Regions from separate parts of the Gossypium hirsutum genome. Here regions 1 and 3 are each linked to region 2. The links are chromatin contacts, called in public Hi-C maps. All regions are on one chromosome and are shown on one strand. Each heading gives the region's core, a stretch centred on a gene start, on an enhancer-like site or on the middle of the called end of the contact. The rest is flanking DNA. Distances are from core to core; before and after follow the strand shown.

Region 1 (2,700 bases), core at 33-2,532, 230 kb after region 2:
CCAAGTTTTATGTACCATATGATGTTTTTAAGTCCTAGTAGTACTACCATGGTAGAAAAAAATGAAAGTATTACATGCCTAATGTATTGTAGATTGATTGGTTCCAAAGATAAAATTATTGTACAATAAAATAATAAATATAGACTGTCTTTTTTTTGAAACAAAAACTACCACAAGGGTCAACTAAGACTAATTAAGAAACATCACAAAATACAGCATTGTGGATTTCGGGCAGATAATCCAATTCAAACAAACTATTTTTGGCCTCACTATACATTTTTTTACAAAGTAAATGGGCCACCTTATTACAAGACCGTTCGGTCCAAATTAAATTGGCAGAATTAAAAAATTCAAAGGCAACAGCACAATCCTTAATTCGTGCGCCAATTATTGTGACGTCATTGACTAAATTGTTTAGTCTGTTGACCAACCCCACATGGTCGGTCTCAAAAGGAACGTGTTCTTTTAACTGTAGTCTGCGCGCCACTTTAATGCTCTCTTCAAAGGCCACGCACTCGACTTCTTCCACAGAAATCCCACCCTCTTTGAAATCCCCACCGGCACCTAGAACAAAACCTTCTTCATCTCTGACGACCATCCCGTACCCGATTCTATTTTCGCCAACAGTAGCGTTAAAATTTATTTTAATAAATCCCTTTGGAGGTTTATTCCACTTTTTCTCCACGACATTCTGTGGTAGTAGTGGCTCGTTTATCATATTGCATATTCGAAACTCCTTGCTGAAGTTGCTAGCTCTTTCCCATATTTGCTTGGCCTCTTCTTCTTTTCCCCTGAAGATAAAGTTGTTCCTGTTATTCCAGCAGTTCCATAGGGTTGTTATCAAGTTAGCCATAGCTCTCTTGTCAAGGACCCACATCAAGTCTTCCAACCAATCAATGCAGTGATCGTAATTCTTAGAAATAAAGCTCCTGGACCACCCTCCGATCGACAAGACTGCTTTCGAGGTTGGGCAGTCTTTTAATGCATGCAACACAGTTTCGGTCTCTGCTCCACATCGAGGATATCCCTTGTCAAGACACTGTCTGATAGAGGCGATCTTACTATTCGTGGGGAGGATTTCATGCCCCACCCTCCACGCAAAAACCTGGATCTTCGGTAGAGTATCAAGCTTCCATAATACTTTCCAAAGGAACCTGTGAGGGCCGTATCCCATTTCTTTCAGTAACAGCCATGAATAGGCAGATTTTGAAGTATAAAACCCGTGAGGGTTATGAAACCATATCATTCTATCTTCCTGACCCTCCCCTCCAATGGGAATATTGCAAATCTTGTCCCCCCAGTCTTGTCCATACACGTGCCTGACTTTATTAACCTTCCAACACCTCCGATCCATATGCCAAAGATTTTTCACACTCTTTTCATCTCTTTTTAGAGTGTTGCTTATAATAATGTCCCCATTGAGCCCTTCCATTCCCCAATTATCCTCCCAAATATTTATCCTCTCGCCGTTTCCAATCTGCCATCCAAAGCCATCTTTAAGCGCTTCCGCTGTTGTCGCAATACTTGTCCAAGTGAATGACGCTTTGTCCACCTTTTTAAATTAAAAATGTTTCATCAGGAAAATATTTTGAATACAAGACATTGAAGCAGAGAGTGTTTGTATTGTTTATTAGTCTCCACACTTGACGCCCTAAGAGAGCCAGGTTGAAGAGTCGCACATTTCTAATTCCAAGACCTCCCATAGCCTTCGGCTTACACAGCATTTTCCATGGGATCATTGTCTAGAATCTCCCTTTATCTTTTCCCGTCCACCATGTTCTGCTAAGCTTAGCCTGAATGTCATCGATGATGCTTTTGGGGGTCAAAAAAATTGACAGAGCGTACGTAGGGATGGATTGGAGAACCGCTTTAATGAAGATTTCTTTTCCCCCAAACGAGAGCAATCTCTTTGTCCAGTTGTTAACCCTGCAAGACAATCTATTAGTAATCTCTTGGAAAGCCACTGTTTTTTTCTTACCAATCGGGATAGGAAGGCCAAGGTAGTTGTTTAAGTTTTCCACCACCGTCATGCCTAGGAGGCCACTAAGGATTGTTCTCTGGTCACGTGAGGTGTTAAGACTGAAAAGGACCATTGACTTTTCAAAATTAATCTCTTGCCCTGAAATATTAACGAAAGTGTTAAGCATGTTAACAAGGTTCTCCACATCACTCTTTTTATTTCTCACAAATAATAGTGCATCATCAGCAAAAAACAAATGATTTATTCTAGGGCTGTCTCTGCTAGCCCTAATGCCTCTTAAAACGTTGTTCTCCTCAGCATGGATAAGCATTCTAGAGAGAGCTTCCATACAAAATAAGAACAAATAAGGAGAGAGAGGATCCCCTTGTACTAAACTAATTATTAAAATTCTAGGAGAGAATTAGGTACCTGAAGACAAAAAATAATGAAAATAAAGAAATCTCAACAAGTTGGTTCAATATGAGAAAATGTGGAACTTAAAATGAAAAGTTGTTGACAATGATTTTGTAATGTTGAAATAATGACAGAAAGTAAAGATCTTGAATAAATTTGTCTAGAAATAAGATATTGATTATATTGACCAAAATAGAAAGACACAATTCTAGTAGAATTAAATTCGTGAAGTTTCCGGACCAGTAGTCCAAACATCTAAAGGTATAATTATAATGAGGACACAAATGAAGTAGTTTTGTGAAAACGAAATAAGAAATATGAAAGCT
Region 2 (2,700 bases), core at 180-2,679:
ATTCGGTATAATCGATTTAACTAATATTTTGCACACTCTTACGTGTTCCCCCTAAAGAAGTATGTGTAATAACATAAGAAAAATGCTTATTTATTACATTTGTATTACAATAATTAGACATAAAATTAAAAATAGTTAATACAATTTTAAACTTGAAATTAGAGAGATAAACAGAAAATTTTGTAAAAAAAAAAAATTCTTCAAAATAAGCGAAAAATTCTCCTATCTTTGCTAAAAGTAAATCATAAAAAGAACTAAATATTACCGATTGAATTAATTTATTGCTCACTCATATATTAAAACATGCTTAAAAAATAATAATCTTTTATCAAACTAGCATAATTGATATGCTAAGAATTACTTGCATTAGTGCACTTTGTTAGTGTCATATAAACTTTTAATAAATATATTTCTTCAGTCTAGTGTACCAAAATCTAATTTTATCTAGAACTCTCATACCCAGATATAAAAATTTTCCTAATATTCATATCCAAGAATATGACAAATAAACAAACATACTTCAAAAAATAATAACAAAATAAAAAGAAAGCCGGAATAAAATAACATCCATCAATTTCAAACTATGTTTTCTAATAAAATTCAGGGAATGGATTGAAAAATTCCAAAATTCTGATCTTATCAAATAAGCAACTCATAAAGCAAAGCGGGCTAAGAAAAAAGAGCCAATAAAGTTAAGCTACATGAAATAATTTCCCACTTAATTATTTTAATATCCGTTTGTCGTATTATTGCTCCATAACCTTCCGCATCATGACACGTGTTACTAATCATCATATTTTCCTAACAAAATTTAATAAAATAAATAAACATATAAATCCTACTTTTGTCCTAATACGTTCTATTCACCAAACTGCCATCATCCAAATTCACCAAAACACCCTTGACAGCATCTCAAATTTTCAATGTCATCCCTTTCCAACTTTATACCCAATTTATTGCTAATTTTTTCCCCAATAATGCTATTCTTCTGTTTTTTTCCCCTTATTTTTTCAATAAATAGAAAGCTTTATTTTTCATACAAAAATTTATTCAAACAATAGGCTTTCGAGTATAGAAATATTGATGAAGAAAACTTGGATAATCAATAAATTTGTAGAAAAATTAAAAGTTAATGAAATTATACCTTAAAATTTGCTCTCCAACAGCACAAAGAAAATTGGGTTTCAAGAATATAGTGAGAAAAAAGCTGTAGAAGCCAAGAAAAAGGAACTTATTTAATTCACTTTGGTTCAAGCTTTTACATGCTAAAGGAAAAGAAGATAAGGAAAGAAAGGGAATTGGCTGAAGGAAAAGAAGAGGAAATCAAATGGAAAATAGAAGGGGAAATGAGGGATGATGGATATCGGACATGGTTTTGGGGTTGTAGGTTTGTCAGCACATCATTATCCCAATATATCCATGGAAATTAAAGGACAATGTTATCCATAATTAGAGGTGTTTATAGGTCGGATTGGGCTCAACTAAAAATTTAGGTCTATTTATTAAGTTTGGGCTCGACTCGGTTAAAAAAATAAGCTTAAAATTTTATTCAAGCTCGACCCAGATAAAAATATTAAAATTTGGACTCGATTCGGCTTGTACGTATTAATTTTTTATATTACTTTATATAATTTTTAAATATATAATATATCAAAAATATTAAAAATATCAAAATAAATATTTCCCAACAAATTGAAAATAAAGTTTAAAAAATATGTAGACTTAAATAACACTAAAATAAATACAACTTAACAAACAAATGTCTCTAAAATAATAACAAATTAACAAATGCTTTTAAAATAATAACAAAATTAACAATAAAATAAGTTTTATACAATATTCAAATAATAACAACAAAATAGTAGCAACATAATAGTAAAATGGTAGCAAAATAGGAAGAAAACAACAAGAAAATAACATTAAAAAACAAAACAAAAAACAAAGAGCAGATTTTTTTGTCATTTAGTGAATTTGGGTCGAGCTGGGCCTGGGCCAAAAATACTTTACCCGAGGCCCAGCCCGTTTTTAAATGGGTTTTATTTTTTTTATCCAAACCTATTTTTCGGATCTATATTTTTACTCCAATCTTTCCACATTTTGGGCCGAGTCAGATAACCCGACCCATGATCAAGCCTATCCATAATTGCCTTTTGAAAATGAAAGGATTTAAGATTTGAAATATAATATAAATTTTATCGGTTATATTTATCTCTTCTCTTTTGTCAATAAGAATCCAAATAATGCAAATCATTTGTTGTTGAATTGTAAATTGATTACTTTAAATCTTAAAATAAATAATAATAAACCTATTACTTTAATGCATGTATAATAATAGATAACGATTTTTGGGTACATGTATGTAGAAAAGTTTTAAAAACAATCTTCTACCAGATTCTTCTACCGGTAGATACTCTGGATTTATTATTTGTATAAGGACTGTTACGCTATGTATGGAAATGAAAAAGGTGACGGCAAAGCAATCACGGAAGTTTGTTTTTTCCGAGACTAGTTACGTTTAATAATTTTTTCTTAGGAGTATAAATATGATATATATTAAAAATTTTATCACGTGGGTGTGCTTGAGAATATTATAGATGCATGTTTTAAAATAATTATATTAAATAATAAAATTTATAATTTAAAATTAATTAATCATAACAACACATAAAATTAATACGGTATTAAAAAAACTAAATTAAA
Region 3 (2,700 bases), core at 49-2,548, 210 kb before region 2:
CTGGGGAAGAGAACTATTGCAGGAAGGGTTGTGAAGGAAAGCTATGGCAAAGCCAAACAACAACACACATTTACGGTAATTCCAATGCACTATCTTATGTTAGGTAGGTAGAAGTCCTGTAAATGTTGCACATATTTGGTTTCTAAAACAAAGATATGTTCAAAACGGTTGATTTTGCCAATCTGAGTGATAGTTTGCAATAGGTGACAAATTGTTCCTTTCATGCGTTTTCTGTAATTTTTTTTTCCCCAATGAGTTGTTTGTGCACTTGATGATAGTATCCACCAGTTCCGTGTTTTTGATGTATAGGTTGAAGTATTATGGAGCAAGGGGAGTAAAAAATTGCCTTCATTATTTCCTTTGCTTGTAAAGGGTCGAAACCTTTATAAATTGAAAACTTACAGACAGGCAAGTATCTGGCTGGAAATTGACATTTTTAGCCATGATGGGCTTGGTTTATTTATGCTTTTCTTCTTTTGGTCTACATCAGCATTGGAGTGATGAGGCCGAAAGAAAACATGTACTTGCCGAGAAGCACAAACGAGGCAACGCAGCAAGACTGGTAAAAGCAATGAAAAGAACGAGGAAGTGGTCTACTGATGTTGGTATGTTGGAGAGCGAGATGGTGAAAGTAAACTATGTTTCTGTGAATTCCATTTCTCTTGACTATTGGGCTACTGGAATTTTACATCACATGTTTCTTCTTTTATAACTAGGTACAAAATGCCAAAAGCATTCACATCAATCAAGACCATCGAAAAAAAGAAAAACTACTGAACCGGACAGGGGAAAGATTAATAACCCACGAAGAAAAACCCCTATTCCAAGGTGTCCAAGTATGGGTAACAATTACCAAGTGTCTTCTCCAGTTGGAAAAGTGAAAAAGAAGCAAAACTCAAGGTTAAGAGTCTCTAATACCTCTTATAGTTATGAAAAGCCCGTTCATTTTGCTAAAGATACAGGTGCCTTTCATCATTCATATGCCGGTACTATCCTAAATCCATATCAACCTCAACGAAACTTTAACCACCAGAGTGCACCTCATGGGTTTTCCAGCTATAATATCGGATCTACTTCAACAATGGTAAGGTCATTGCCCTTTAGACCTTATGTAGATCCATGGACAATACCTGCTTCTCAAAACCAGCAGTTCAACTGACAAATACAGCCACCATCCCAACTCAAATCCTGGCTTTTGCAATAGATAAAGGAATTTGATCCAATCTCCAGATTTGATGAATGTTGACAGGCAGTTATAATACTGATCACTTTCTGCAGTGAAGGCGTGTAAATGGACGCAAAATTTCTTTTGACTCAATTTTCATTAGGATGCTACAATGCACAAGCAACAGCTGGAAGTTACCTTCTCAGCATGGAAATCATGCAAAGATAAATAGGAAACGAACATCTTCTGCACTTTTCATTCTATGAAATGGTAATATGGTTGAACAATGCAATTCTTTGCATATATTTTGCGCACTTTTTATGGCCACAAATTTTTTTCTGTTGATATTTTAGTTTTACAGTGTAGATTAAATATGTGAAGATTTGCTTGACGGATAGTTGATCTAAACCGATCAACTATAACTCTGTGTAAGCTACATACTGATAGTTTTGTTGTTTTATAGCAGTTAGGCCTTATTCATGCCAAAGATTAGGCATTGATAGCCACTGCTGATGGTGACCCATGGAGTTACCTGTTCCTGGATAAGACTAGCTGATGGCTGAGCTATATGCATGTCTGTGTTTCGAATTTTTTTTTTGGTGTCATCAATTTGAATATAGACGTGAAAATATTATTAAATATGTCAAAATTGGGTAAATATATTTTTTGGTACTTGAATTTGGTTTTAAAGTTCATATTGTTGCTTAATGTTTTTTACTTCAATTAGGTACTTGAACTTGACCCTAAAGTTCAGTTTGGTACGTAAAGTATATTTTGGTGCAATTAAGTACTTGAACTTGGCTTCTTGGTTCAAATTGGTACTTGGCTTTTTGGTCCAAATTAATACTTTTTGTGAATGACTTATTTGAACCATGAAGCTAAGTTTAGGTACTAATTGGAATAAAAAAGCCAAGTTCAGGTACCTAATTGGATAAAAAAAGTTTAGATATCAAGTCAAGTTTAGGTACCTATTCGATAAAAAACCTCGTAAGTGCCAATTTGTTCCTTTTAAGTCAAGTTTAGGTACTTAATTTTAATTTTTTTTTAAAATTTTGTCATCTGTCAATGTGAGATTGGCATGTTGCCATGTCCGCTTGTATTAATAATGTTAGATACCTTAAAAAAAAAGTACCAAATTGAAATCGCAATTTTAAGGTTAGATACCAATTAAAGTTAAAAAGAGTACAAATTGCAAATTTCAGGTAACTTCATATATATTAACTAAAACAATTAATACAAATATGATATGTGTAACATGACCCAAAAATTGCCCACCCCACTTCCCGTCATTAACATCTTAAATATCTTTCCCAAGTTCACTTAGAAAGTTTTATATTATTAACTCGATAGTCCAAAATGGGCTAAATCGTAGTATACTAAAATAAAACCAGCAAATAAAAGGAGGCCCAAATATTTGTTCCCCCATTAAGGCCAACTCTCAGTTTCGCCATCACCAACCAGCCAGACCAGCCTATTTTTTTTTCTCTTAAATTTCACAGCTTATTTTTGTTATTTTGATATTCTTTTCTACGCAT

What was found. Hi-C and Micro-C count contacts between places; a contact is called where the count stands out from the background.
Region 1: a contact with region 2 is called in a Hi-C map of leaf, with 4 times the contacts expected there. The contact joins the enhancer-like site here to the promoter of LOC107945404 in region 2. A contact is called at or near these places in 2 of 34 Hi-C or Micro-C datasets (both in leaf).
Region 3: a Hi-C map of leaf shows a contact between it and region 2, with 2.7 times the contacts expected there. The contact joins the promoter of LOC107945408 here to the promoter of LOC107945404 in region 2. A contact is called at or near these places in 6 of 34 Hi-C or Micro-C datasets (hypocotyl and leaf).

What each region holds. Positions count from the first base shown.
Region 1 is chrD12:14,631,484-14,634,183 of Gossypium_hirsutum_v2.1, forward strand. No RefSeq gene overlaps it. Among protein-coding and RNA genes, the nearest start is that of LOC121224520, 20 kb to the right of the region's middle. Within about 2 kb of position 1,283, at least 6 of the 9 cell types and tissues checked have an H3K27ac peak or open chromatin away from gene starts, as enhancers often do. A contact at or near this core is called in leaf, where this site is marked.
Region 2 is chrD12:14,403,996-14,406,695 of Gossypium_hirsutum_v2.1, forward strand. It overlaps LOC107945404 (F-box/kelch-repeat protein At3g06240), which reads right to left and starts at 1,430. Exons shown (of 4, transcript XM_016879402.2): 1 at 1,145-1,430.
Region 3 is chrD12:14,193,089-14,195,788 of Gossypium_hirsutum_v2.1, forward strand. It overlaps LOC107945408, which reads left to right and starts at 1,299. Exons shown (of 25, transcript XM_041108505.1): 1 at 1,299-1,435. LOC107945409 (zinc finger CCCH domain-containing protein 62) reads left to right here. Exons shown (of 9, transcript XM_016879415.2): 6 at 1-75; 7 at 310-408; 8 at 491-605; 9 at 717-1,753. The coding sequence ends at 1,159.